Regions from separate parts of the Muntiacus reevesi genome. Here region 1 is linked to region 2. The links are chromatin contacts, called in public Hi-C maps. All regions are on one chromosome and are shown on one strand. The core of a region is the stretch at or near the end of the contact, and the rest is flanking DNA. Distances in the headings are between cores, read along the strand shown. Region 1 holds the start of MRPS10 (mitochondrial ribosomal protein S10). Region 2 holds the start of PRICKLE4 (prickle planar cell polarity protein 4).

What was found. A called contact is a pair of places that touch in the nucleus more often than the background predicts.
Region 1: a Hi-C map of blood shows a contact between it and region 2, with 2.8 times the contacts expected there. The contact joins the promoter of MRPS10 here to the promoter of PRICKLE4 in region 2. A contact is called at or near these places in 2 of 3 Hi-C or Micro-C datasets (blood and muscle).

What each region holds. Positions count from the first base shown.
Region 1 is chr20:17,720,629-17,727,514 of mMunRee1.1, reverse strand. MRPS10 (mitochondrial ribosomal protein S10) reads left to right here and starts at 4,470. Exons shown (of 7, transcript XM_065912530.1): 1 at 4,470-4,558. The coding sequence starts at 4,511. TRERF1 (transcriptional regulating factor 1) reads left to right here. Exons shown (of 18, transcript XM_065912920.1): 18 at 1-944.
Region 2 is chr20:17,389,666-17,396,043 of mMunRee1.1, reverse strand. PRICKLE4 (prickle planar cell polarity protein 4) reads right to left here and starts at 4,444. Exons shown (of 7, transcript XM_065913360.1): 1 at 4,196-4,444; 2 at 2,099-2,242; 3 at 1,337-1,444; 4 at 436-573; 5 at 1-142. The coding sequence starts at 2,230. It overlaps FRS3 (fibroblast growth factor receptor substrate 3), which reads left to right and starts at 5,078. Exons shown (of 6, transcript XM_065912383.1): 1 at 5,078-5,237.

The DNA of each region.
Region 1 (6,886 bases), core at 3,221-5,720, 330 kb before region 2:
AACTTTTCTTCCCGATGGTTTATGTCTTCAACAGGTTACTGTTTACTATCAGATAGTTTTTCATTAGTGAATTTAGACCTCTTTGAGAAAGCTTGTATATAAAAAGTTAAAAGATATATTTTATGGAAAAACCCATCTTATTTTCAAATATATTTAACTGCTGTTCTATTTTATTAGAGGAAGGTTGTAAATATTTTCTAGGAGTTCTATTGTAAAGAAAAGTATTTTTGAAAAAAATTAATGTAATAAAAACGAAAACATTTTTAAATGGTGGTTGTGATTGCTTCCTGTTCTGGCTTCGTTGTGTTCTCTTCACAGGAAATGTCTTGCATGCCTTGCCATGTTAGGATGTAACTTATTCCGGTTTGCACTATTTTCAGTTGACATCATAATATCTAATGTGCTTCACTGTATTTTCCCCTGGAATGCAGGTCCCTTGGTCCATATCAAAAGCAGTATGTATAGCATATTCATACTTTTTTCTTTTGTATCGTGTGTATTTTTAATAAGGATTTTATGTAACATTTTGGCAAAAAAAGAGGACAGTATTTTCTAGTGAATTTTATAATACATTTTGCTAAAAATGTTTCTTCCTAGGTCAGTTTTTGTTAAGGTGAACCAAAAGTCTTATTTTCCCAGGGGTTTAAAAAAAAAAGTTTGAAGCTTGAAAGCAAAGTTATATTTAAACATCATATGTAACAAATAAAGATGTTTTATAGACTTGTCCTCAAAAGTTGCATTCCTTAAAAAACAAAAACAACTAGGGCATTCTAGGTTGGTTTCCCCCTGAGTGATGAGCATTTTTTTTAACTGCCACAATACTATTTTTCAGAAAGCCAGGAGAATTTTACTTAAAAGCTTCCAGTCATTAGCCTTCTCAGAAATTTATTACAGTTCTTATAGATAGGCATTCATCAGAGATGTAACCAAATAGACACTGTCATATTTATTTGTGAAAACCTGATTCAATATTGCATCAGCTGCTCTGAAAATAAAATGTTATCTTTTTGAGTTTCATTTGGCTTAACATTCCTTCTTTTTAGCCGCTAAAGTGACTCCTCAATGCTAATTTACCATTAGTTGGTTTCTAGAGACCTGTTTAGAGGGGTGTTGATCAGGTTTAATGCTCATATAAGTGCCCACAGCCCCACTCTGGAGGCCAAGCTGAATATTTCTGCTTCTCCATCCATGCAGTGGATGAGGCACTTGAAGGGTTGAGGGTCTCTAACTCTCAGTAGTCACAATGCAGTTTCAGGAGTTCAGTAATACACAAGTTACCTCACAGGGAACCGCTAACAAAATCCAGTCCACCCTGATTTATAGGCATGGCTAATCTCGATTTCCAAATTCTGAATTTAATGCTCAACAGCAAAGTTCAGGAGAAATATGAAATTCTGGATTTTATACAGAACTTGATTTAAGTGGGGCATAGCTGTCCGAGACCTTGATCTTCTACATGCTTGGGGGGTTTTATACTTTTAATTTGGGAAATTCTCGTCCTGTACCAAAGGAAACAGCTCTTCCTTTACAAACACTGTGCATTTAGCCAGTGTTGGAAATTTAAATTCTGCTTCCAGAGGCTCAGGTGTCCAATCTGAAGATTTTAATTTTTGCATTCATTACTCATCTACCAGGCACTATTCTATGCTGTTATTACACATGGGGGAGTTGAGTGGATAAAGAGGACTGTGACATCATTCCTGCCTGCATGCCAAGGAATTTAATACTTAGAAAAAACATACAGGTCCTGGGAACAGATCCAAGTCCACCAGTGGTAAGAGCAAAGTTCATGGTTTATTACTATTACTGAACCATCTCACCATCACCCACATATTCACAGCAATTTCCAATAGGTTCTCAGCAACTATTTGTTAAAGTGGTTATCTCTAATCTTCCAGAGAAGTTTATCTGCATGTGTGTATGTGTAAATAAAGCCTCTTTTGAGTTTACCTAAAGTCAACTCTTAGTTCCACAGACCTCCAGTCTACCTCCCTTGGTCACAGCCAGCCAGCTGGGGACTGAGGCTGCATTTTAATGTTGACATAAGCAAAACATAATTAGGAAGTCATGTTAAGAAACTGAACATTATTATTAATATTTATCTAACATTAATTAATACATTATCTTATTTAGTAATAGATTTTTGAGTCTCAGATATCCCTGTATAAAAGAGCCAAAGGACTGATTATTTCTTTATTATGAGAGAGAACCTTTTGAAAAAAGCTATCCTCCAGCTATCCCTCAAGAGATGTGTTTAATGCTTCTGTTTGAGGGTGAAGGCCAAGCAGTCATATATGCTTGATTTACATTGCAGCACACACATCCTTAACATACAACATGGATCTCTCTTTGGGCTGTTTGGGATCATTACATCCTCTGCTTCGATAATTTTATTTTCGATGGTCTTGGTATTTCTTCTTTTCCCAACCACTTTATTTAAGGGTATGTTTGACACATAAACTGTATAGATATTTATTGTGTTCAACTTGATGAGTTTGGAGATAAGTGTATAACCATGAAACCAGCACAATCAAGGGAGAAGGGGTGTCTTTTAAAACAGAACAACTGGTGCAATCAAAGTATGATTTAACTTAGAAATATTTGATGCACACACTTATTTTTCCTGGATATAAAGCAAGGTAGACTTGCACCAACCATCTAGAATCACTTGATCTCCTGTTCATTTACACTAATTCAGAGGTTTGAAGGGTTAGTTCATAGGGAAGAGACCCATAATGAACTGGCCAAGCTTCAGAACACCATCCATGCTAATAAACTAATAACTTTAATGTTGTCAAAACAAAAAACCCGCACTGTCTATGCCTACACACCATACCAAAAGACCCTGTCCACAACCCCACTGCTGGTGAAACCCCAACTGGCCCCTCACAATGATTCCCAGTTTGCCCCCAGCTAATTGGTCCAAGGCTGGCACCTGACCAAAAGCTATTAGGCCCACAGTCTTTTCGATGACACAGTTTAGCCCTGGAAAACAAGGGGACCAAATCCAATTCCTGCATTTTAAGAGTATGAATGGAGAAACTTGGTGAACCAAAAGCAGCAAGCAGTGGTCACGTGCAAGGCGGGAATCTGAGGGAGCAGACACAATTTATAAGCAGAGAAAGGCCATCCATAAAGAGACCATATTTGACCAGAGGGGTGGAGAGGGCATCCAGTTCCGAAGGCCGTTTTGAGCCCACTTTTCCAGTTTCAGGAGTAGGTAAGGCCATCTCTGTCTTTAAAAATAAACTCCTTTCTTGCAGGAGCATAGGGAAGCAGGGATCTCTATGCTTCACATCCTAGAGACTTAAGTAGAGCTGGACCTTATCACAGAGTCAACTCCGGGGGTGTTGCAGGGGTGGAAAAGGCATTGAACTAGGACGTTGAAGCTGGTTATTGGTTCAGCTGTAACTAATCCACCACATGACTTTGAGTCATTTCATCTCCGAGTCTCAGTCTCCTCACTTATTAAATTCGGATAAACTGTACGTCATCTTGTGAGGATCCGATTAGGTAACACAGGGAAATGTTGTTTGCAAGCTGTAATGTCACCATCATTGGCCGCTGCAGAACCCTCACTCAGCTTGTTCAGGGCAGCAGAGGCAGGCTGAGGAGCCATCCCAGAAGAGAGACTGATGCTTTAGAAGCAGCAACAGAGTTGGAGAGCTCTAGGAAAACTCCACTGGCTAAGAGGGACCAGCCAACTGCGAATGTCACAACTGAAAGAGGGAGCTTGATTCTGAAAAGGACACTGGCTCCTGCCAAGGCTATTGCAGTTACAGCTCTCAGCTCTAAGTTATAAACGCAGATTGTGTCTCCAAGGCAAGGTGAGTATCAGACACCAAATCGTGGACCACCTGACCAGGGAATCCTAAACCAGAGACATTCTGACTCTCAAAACTATGATTCAAAAACGTCACAAGACCACTAAACCCAGCCTCTTGGTTATTCCCCTTTAAAAAAAAAAAAAAAAAAAAAAACCAGACAAGAATACCTTAACTCAAAGACAAACATGGAGTGGATCTGAGGCTTGGCTCATACTCTCTTGCCTGGCGCCCTGCAATAAATCCTTACTCTCTGCAAACCCCCACTGTCAGTCTGGTTTATTTTGCGAGCCACAGGCACACAAGCGCTTTGCTCCGTTATAACAGGAAAATCAACTATCAATCAACCATCAACTCAGAGATAACCACTGTCAATACATTAGTCATATTTGTTCCAAGCATGTGGCTATGTTTACGTCCAACAAAACAGGAACTGCAAAGAATAAACGACTGACGGAACTCAGTAACTACCTAAAAACAAGCTGAAGCTATAACAAGAAGGCGGATGGGCCAGGTTAAGACCTGAAGGAAGCCGGCTGTGTTCATCCTAAGAGAGCGTGGAATCTCGTCTCTATGGTTATACCCGTGCCGGAACACAAGGATACACTCTCTCCTTCTGCGGAACTCTATGGTCAGAGGACGCCTCTGTGATCCCGGAAGTGATCCTGGGGAGAGGGAACGGCAAGATGGCGGCGCGAGCGGTGTTTGGGGCCATGGGCCGGCGTCTGTGGCAGGTAAGGAGCGTGCTACGTGGATTAGGCGGCCTAAGAGGGACAGGTACCATTACGTCTGATTGCCACTTGTCATTCTTCCCATCTTCCGCGATATTTATTCCGCACTTTGACCCGTTGTTTGGAAGAAGGTGGCGAGAAAAGGGCTGATTTTATCTCGAATTCTCTCAGGGTAAAACAGAAGTTAATGATTCAGGGCAAAGACAGGAACGAGAAGAAGAGTAGACTATGAGAAGTGGAAAGGATATTGGAGCGAATGTTGCAGACCCCGCCTTTCACGTTTGCGGAATAGGCTCAGAGAAGTCAAGAAGCTACACCTCGCGAAAATTCGGTGGCTTGAGAGTTTAGACGCTTCTCACGGAATCAGATTGAAATACCTTCCTGATAGCCAGGTTTCTGAGACTCAGATGACAGTCTCTGAAATCAGAGGAGTGGGTTAAATATCCTTTGCTGGGTTTTTTGGAGAAAAAGCAAAGAATTCAAGCAGCCGTTCTTATTTGGCTTCAGCACTCCTCTACTCTTTAGGAGAATGGATACATGTATATGTATAGCTGCGTCCCTTCGCTGTTACCTGAACAGTCACAACATCGTTAATCCGCTATACTCCATACAATAGAAAAAGTTTTTTTTTTAATTGTTGAGAACTCCAAAGAATTTTGGGTTTTGTGTCGTTTAAGCTATCGATTTTTTAGCTTATTAGAAAATACAACCGAGAATCTTAAAAATAACACTAATAAACTCATTACATGTTAACATAATTAGTGGTTTTATGGGAAGCAAGTAGATTTTCCAAAACAAATTGAGAGAGAGGAGTGGCATGTTTTATGTTTTTGCAAACATCTTTAATGTCTGGCTAAATAGAAGACAGCTTCTCTAGTTGCTTCTGCAGTCTCTTACTACGTCAGAGGCCATACAGTCTCTGGAAAACTTCATTGTACTCTGGTGAGAGACTTCGAGTGGGAAAGTTGAAAGTAGCATCTTACTGTTATTATAAAAAAATTTAAGTTTAGCCTCGGGAGCCGCCTCTGAAAGTGTCTCAGAAGTCCCTCAGAGGTCCTTAGACCACACTTTGAGAACCACTGTCCTTAAGTCAGGTAGCATTAAAGGTTGAAATTTTGAATTATTTTTAAGACATATTTACCCAGAGCAGAGACTCCACTCCCTCAAAAAAAGAAAGGAAAGAAAAGGTAAGAACTTCTTAAGGTTCATTTGTGGATGTAACAGCACTTTCAGTTCAGTTCAGTCGCGTCCAACTCTTTGAGACCCCATGAATCGCAGCACGCCAGGCCTCCCTGTCCATCACCAACTCCCAGAGTTTACTCAAACTCATGCCCATTGAGTCGGTGATGCCATCCAGCCATCTCATCCTCTGTCTCCCCTTCTCCTCCTGCCCCCAATCCCTCCCAGCATCAGGGTCTTTTCCAGTGAGTCAACTCTTCGCATGAGGTGGCCAAAGTATTGGAGTTTCAGCTTCAGCATCAGTTCTTCCAATGAACACCCAGGACTGATCTCCTTTAGGATGGACTGGTTGGATCTCCTTGCTGTCCAGGAGACTCTCAAGAGTCTTCTCCAGCACCATAGTTCAAAAGCATCAATTTTTCGGTGCTCAGCTTTCTTCACAGTCCAACTCTCATATCTGTACATGACCACTGGAAAAACCATAGCCTTGGCTAGAAGGACCTTTGTTGACAAAGTAATGTCTCTGCTTTTTAATATGCTATCTATGTTGGTCATAACTTTCCTTCCAAGGAGTAAGCGTCTTTTAATGTCATGGCTGCAGTCACCATCTGCAGTGATTTTGGAGCTCAAAAAAATAAAGTCTGACACTGTTTCCACTGTCTCCCCATCTTATTTCCCATGAAGTGATGGGACCAGATGCCATGATCTCAGTTTTCTGAATGTTGAGCTTTAAGCCAACGTTTTCAGTCTCTTTCACTTTCATCAAGAGGGTCTTTAGTTCCTCTTCACTTTCTGCCATAAGGGTGGGGTTTGAGATTTTAAAAGCAGGGGAATATACTTGGGAAGTGTCATATTCCTTAGACCTGTGGTTCTTCAGCACAACTGGATTGTGGGCTCACTGGCCCACAAACATGGGAGGCAGTTTTCTTTGTGAGTATGTGTGGAGAAAGGCCTGTACCTCTTACCACCTTGTGGTATTGTGCTTGATTTCCTTTGTTCTTTTTGTTTTTCCCCCTTGATCCAAGGGAGGCTACGGAAGTTTTGATTTGCCTCCTCCTTCGGCAAAGAAAGGGAAAAGGATACTAAGCTATGAATAGACTTTCTTAACAACTTAGGTGACCCTCTGTTGTTTTAATTTTGTTTGTACTAAAC
Region 2 (6,378 bases), core at 3,195-5,694:
GCCCATCGTGGTAGAAGTAGATGAGGTTGATCAGGGCCTGGCCACAGGCCTGGCAGGCAAAGCAAGCCCGGTGCCAGCAGCGCCGCTCTCCTGCCCGAGCTGCAAACACTCCGTACTCCCCTGGCCTCAGCCGCTGCCTGCACTGCGGGGCGTGGGTGCTGGGCTGGTCACAGGCTGCATATGCCACCCTCCAAGCTCTTCCATCCCAACCCCAAAACTAACTGTTCTTCCCACACCTCCAAGCAAACCCACCTCCACTGCAGGCTCCACCAAGAAGCCCTACATTTGGTTTCCCTTTTTCCTGACTGTTGCCAAACTGTCAATCCCCAAACCCCTTTTCCTCTCCAAAGTCCCCAATGCCATCCCCTTCTGCAGCAGTGAGAGGGCAAAGAGAAGAGGAAGGGGAATATGGTGGCTAGGTCGGGTGTTACATACATTTTCACAGGTGCATTCTTCAAGCTTGAGAGGTATCAGGCGGGCCACCCCCTGTCCCAGGGCCTCCCGCCTCCGTTGGGCACAGAAGAGCCGCAGCTGGGCCAGCTCCTCCTCCCCAAGGGCCAGGCAGTAGCGCTCCTGCAGAAATAGGTGTCCACGGTAACTGGGAGAGCCCCAGCAGGCAAGATTGAAGTTTGACTGGAGAGAGGAGGTTTAGTTGTTTGGTCAAAGAAAGACTGTAAAACCTCAAGGAGCTGCAGGAAATAACAGCGCAGATGAGCACTGAGGAGACGGAAGAGAGGTGGAGTATATCCATCTGTGTCTCAATTCCCCAAGGAATGGTGATCACTCAGGTCCTGACGGCCCTATAGCACTTAGCCCATCTTCCTGTACTGGGTTGGCCAAAATGTTCATTCAGGATTTTCTGTAACATCGAATGGAAGAACCCAAATGGACTTTTTGGCCAACCCAGTATTTAGATCCTGGCTCCCAATGAGCTGTAGCTCAATATCACTTCCCACTGGATTTCCCCTATTCCATATTCTCCTGCCTGGCCTCCCCAACTGAATTGTAAGTCTTTAGGTTGGGCACACAGGGGCCTCAATAAATACTTAACCACCATACGCTCTACATTTGTACATTCCACTATCAGGTTCAAAAGCTGGTCATGTTCATTTTCTCATTTGCTCTTCAGCTAAGCATGGTGGTGGGCAGAGTGCATGTCACTGCCCACATTGTGTAGACCTGAAAGCTTAGGCCAGGGGTGGGGGGATGACTTCCCCCAATTAGTGGCATATCTTGGCTGTAAATTTGTGCCTCCCTCCCTTCTGTACCTTGCTTCTTCCCACAGTAAGTAAAGAGGGACGCAAGAGAGAGGAAAGCTGGGGAGAGGGAGGCCCACATCACTGTCCTGTGGAGGGAGCTGCTGCAGGAGGCTCCGGAGCCCAGGCCAACTGGGGGCTGGGGTGGTGTCCAGGCCAGGGTACCCCCAGCTCAGAACTTCAGGATCCTGAGGAAACACAGCAAAGGGAGAAAGGCAGAGCTTGGTTTGTCCTTCCCTCCCCTTCCACCCGCCCTCCTTCATTGCCACCTCTTCATCAATCCGGAACAATGTCCACCCTCTCCTGAATTTGGAGAATCTTCCTTCAAGATCACAAAGACAGTTGATCCATTCTTGTGTTTGTGGTCTCACTGAGGCAAGTTAGCAGGACACACCCCAAAACATCTTCCCTTCTTATGCTTGAAATCACCCCCTTCACTCCTTAGGGCCAAATCCCTTAGGTTCTGCTTTGGCAACATAAGCCCCATAGGAAAGAATTCATGTATATGTGTGAATAAGTTTAAGGAAGTTGAAGAATTTTCTTGTTGTCCAGTGGTTAGGGCTCTGCACTTTCATTGCCAAGGTCCCAGGTTCAATCCCTGGTTGGGGAACTAAGATTCTACAAGCTGAACAGCACAACCAAATTGGAAAAAAAAACAATAAGATAGAGAAGTTGAACCCCTGTGTTCTGAGGGGGCTATAGGAACAGGGATTCCTGCAAAGGAAAAGGGCTGCAAGAAGCTGGGCACAAAGGCCAACTACCTCCCACTGGGTGGAAATGGGAAGAGGTCCAAAGGATGAAGTGGATGTCAATCTCAGAGGGAAGGGCAGGACTCCTCCCACCTGAGCAGAAGTCTCCTCAGGGTCCTCCTTGGGCATGTGGTCTGGGTTGCTGTCTGAGTTGACTGGTGGATTCAGCTCCGGAGAGGCCAGCCTCTTTACTTGGTGGGGCCAGCCAGAATTCAGCAGTGACATTGGTGGTAAAGTCTGCACAGAAAACAGCAAGAGGCCTCCCATTTATCTGACCATAACAATGGGCTAGGCAGGCTAAGTGCTTTACAGGCATTATCTCCTTCAGTCCTCCCATCAACTACATGAGTTAGGTAGTATTCTGGTCACCATTTTACAGATGGCCCAACTGAAGCTCAGTAAGTGTAAGTGGTCTGCTCAAGGTCACAAAGCTACTAAATGGCAGAGTCAGATCTTGAGGCCAAAGCTTTCAGTTCCAGAGTTTCTGAAGCTCCAACTCTAGGTCTCCCAGCATTGGGATGGAGGAAAGCAGAGGCCTGTAATGGAAGAAGGAGACAAGCCGCTTTCCCCGTGAGCCTTTGCGTGGACTGGCCCCTGTTCCCCACCTCCCCAGTCATAACTCCCACCGTTCCTCACTGGGCACTCAGCACCCAGGAAGCCTGCTTCCTCATCTCTTCCCACTTCTTCCGCTGTAGGCTTCAGCCAGGTGAAAGAACCACTTCACCAGGAGACCCTTCTTAGCCTCTCCAGCCCATACCAGCTCACCTTCCCCTATGCTCCAGAAATAGGTACAGTGAGTGTCCCCAGATTTCTCACCTAATGTTCCTCTTTGCCCGCTGTGCCTCTCTCAGCTCCTCATCTGGTCTATTAGCTCTTCCAGGACAGATGAAAATCCTATGCTTCTATCGTCTATCTCTAGTAGCAAATTCACTGGATAATTCTAAGTGCAATTCTTTAGCCCTCCTCTGGGTGAGCCCTGCTATGGCTACATTATCTTGGAGATGGGAGGTGACTACGGAAGTGGTAAAGGGATGAGCCCTGCCCACAACAAGCTCATCGTCTACTGGGTCAGGCATCGATGAAACCAGCCAGCATGGGGCCAGGATTCTGGGCAGATAGACACAGCATCCTAGGAAGAAGAAGAAAAAAAAAAAAAACTTTTCTAGAATATTTACTCTGTGCCAGGGACTTTTCTGGGGCTTCCAAGGTAGTGCTAGTGGTAAAGAAGCCCCTTGCCAATGCAGGAGTCAGAGGAGACTCAGATCTAATCCCTGGGTGGGGAAGATCCCCTGGAGGAGGGCATGGCAACCCACTGAAGTGATTTAGCACCCACTGCATGCAGAGACTTTTCTAGCATGTTACATAATCCATCCTCACAACAATCCTGTGAAGTAGTTTCTATTATCCCATTTTGTGGTTGAAACAAACTGAGGTTAACTAACTTGCCTGAGAAGTTAGTTACATTAGAAATTAGGCACATGAGAAGGCTAAGGGAAGCTTTAGAGGAGGAAGTTGCCTTTGAGAGCTGGGATGGCAGCAGGGCACCAGAAGGGATCATCAAATCCCTAGCCTCCGTAAGACCCAGCTTTAGGGCTGGGTACAGGGTTTGGACCATAAAAATTCTATGGCTTCCCAGCCCCGAGCCCTCCCACCTGCCACCCTTCCCAGCTTCCTGGCCCCACACCCATCTGCTCCCTTCCTGTTCTGTCCCCCAGGTCAGTTTTCCTGTGGAAAGCAGCCGGGATGGGCTGTTCACACTCAGGGCCAGGATGGGACTGAGACCCTCTTTTCCAGGTTCTAGTTTGCATGAAATCTCACACAGGACCAACGTTCAGAAATCAGTCTTCACGCCTCACCCTCAGTCCCCACCCCAGGACTGCATAACTCCACGTTCACTTAGCACTGGACTCCATCTTACTAACATGCTGGATTCCTTCCAGAATTCTCCTCCCCCCCTTACAAATAAGACAAGACTGAACCCCCTCCCCGTCGGGCGCAGGTGTAAGCGGGCTCAGGAGTTCTACTTTCCTGAAGGGCAGAGGCTAGGGATTGGGAAGTTGGGGGGTGGGGTGTAAGGGATGTAAGATTTCCCCGGACAGTGAGAGGAAGAAAGGTTCGAGAAGTTTCTGGTCCTGCCAAGTGCCCTCTTGACAGATCCCCAAGTTTTTTCTTGGGTTTCTCGGGGCCCACCTCCGAAGCGGGACGCGGTGTGGTTCCCGTCAGTTGGGGTTCCCAGTCCGGCTGCTGAAGTTTAGGAGAGGGGACGGGACTCCGCTGGGGTCTCACCCTTGCTGAGCGCTGGTGTCTGGGCGGTTCTGGACAGACGCCGCTGTCGGGCCCCTCACCCAGTCTCCACCTCCAGATCTAGGCGCCCGCCTCTGCCCGCCCCCGGGAGCGCGGCCCTTCCTCTCCCAGCAACCGCCTCCCCGCCCCGCGGGCCCCGTCCACCTCTCAGGGGCTGGTAGGGCCCGACGGCTCGGGGAGGGGCCTAGAGCTGCTAAGTGAAGGAAGGCATTTGAGGGATCTCGGGTGAAAACGGTGCAGGCTCCACTGCCCCCACGCCCGTGGGCTTAGTCCTGGAACCGCATCTCTGCGGGCGCTGAGCAGACACCCAGGAGCCATCGTTATGCCGGGTCCTCAAGCACTCGCTGAACAGAACACCTTTCGAAGCCTGCAGGTCCCCCCAGACCTTCCTTCTGGTCTCCTAGGCCCGCCCTTGTCTGTGTGTCCCCACCCCCACCTAGTTCCCTCCCCCTTGTCCCCAGCCCCTTTCTGGGGTCCCTTGTACTACCCTTCCCTGTTCCATCCCTTCAAGTTCCTCCCCCATCTTTCGTGTTTCTCCCCGGTCCCGCCCCCGGCTCCGGTCCTTCTTCTGATGCTGGGAGTGGAAACCTTTGGTCCCACCTCTCGTCCCCTCAGCCCCGCCCTGAGCCCCGCCCCCGCCCCAGGCTCCGCCCCGCCCCCGCCAGGCGAGCCCTGCCGCTGGCCCGGAGCGCCCTCTGGCGTCTGCGCATGCTCCCTGCTCGGTACTGCAAAGTCCTCCAAAGGGACCTTCTAGGCTGCGCGCCGGTCGCCCCCGATCGGGTCCGCCTGCCCGCAGCGTCTCGTTGGTGCAGCCGGTGACCTCCGACCCCGCCGCCGCGGGGCGGGGAGGCCTTAGCTCCGGGCGGGCGGCGGCTGCTGCAGCGGGACCCGGGAGCGGGGCCCGGCGCCGCCCGGGCCGCGGGGCGATGTGAGTCGGGGTGCGGCGGGGCTGGGACAAGGCGGCTCCACCGAGGCCGCACCGCGCCTCGCCGCAGTCGCCGCTCCCTCCCGAGGAAGTACCGGGAGGGCGGGCGGTGGAGCCCCGGGGCTGGGGGCGGGGATCTAGGGACTACGCGCGGCCCTGACCTCCCCTATTCCTTCCCGGCATCTAGAAATTCCCGTCAACTCTGTTACCTAAATCTGCCTCTAACCTCCCAGAACCACCCTATCCCCACCCCCGACACACCTTCGCGTGTCCTGGAGTCCCGAGAACCCCTGTCTCCTGCAAATTCCCCTGCTACGCCCCCAGAACCACCATTCTCTCTGGGATGAATCCAGATGCTTCCACCGTCCTGAAATTCCTCTGAGTCTTCATGCTCCTCCATTCTCCTTACACCGTGCTCAAATCCAAAGCATTTATCCACCTTTCCCCAATCCATCTCACACGTTTTGATCCGCCATAACCTCAAACTCCTACTCCCAGTCCACACCTGTCTCAGAGCAGAGCCTTCTCCTCCTGTCACCCGATGTCACCGCCTTAGCTGGGCTGTCATATGTCCTGGTATCTTTAAGAGCAGTGAAGGAAACAGGAAAAGATGCAGCGTCCTCCCTCATCTTGCACCCTGCCGTTCTTGGCTTCACCCCCAGACTCTCTGTTGGTGGCTCAAGCCCCAGTATTTACCCAGCTGCCCGTCTTTACCCAGCTGTGCACATCTTCCTCAGCCCGCTGCCCCTTCCAGAGAGTAGGCCAGACAGAGGGCAGGGGTCCTTTTACCTGGAAAGTACCCAAAAATGCAGAGCACCTGGGGCCCTGGGAAATGACCTTGTTTTCCAGAGCAGGAGGGTGGGATTTCAAGGATCTCCAGGGTCCTGACTTGTTGACTTGTCCACCGAGGGCTCACATTACTGAAATTTTGGTTGATAGCATTTGTGTTAAATTATAGGCCTTTTGGAGCTTGGAGAACAGAAAGTCTATCAAGGTTCCAAATGTGAGATTGAAGGAGCTTGTCCTAGAAGAGGAAAATGTTGATTTTAGTGGTGTTTGTCCTATGTACTTACTTCTAGAGGTGAAGCTCCATAGTTTACAGCTGTTTCCCGCAAAAACTGGAAAGCTGTTTCCCTTAAAGACG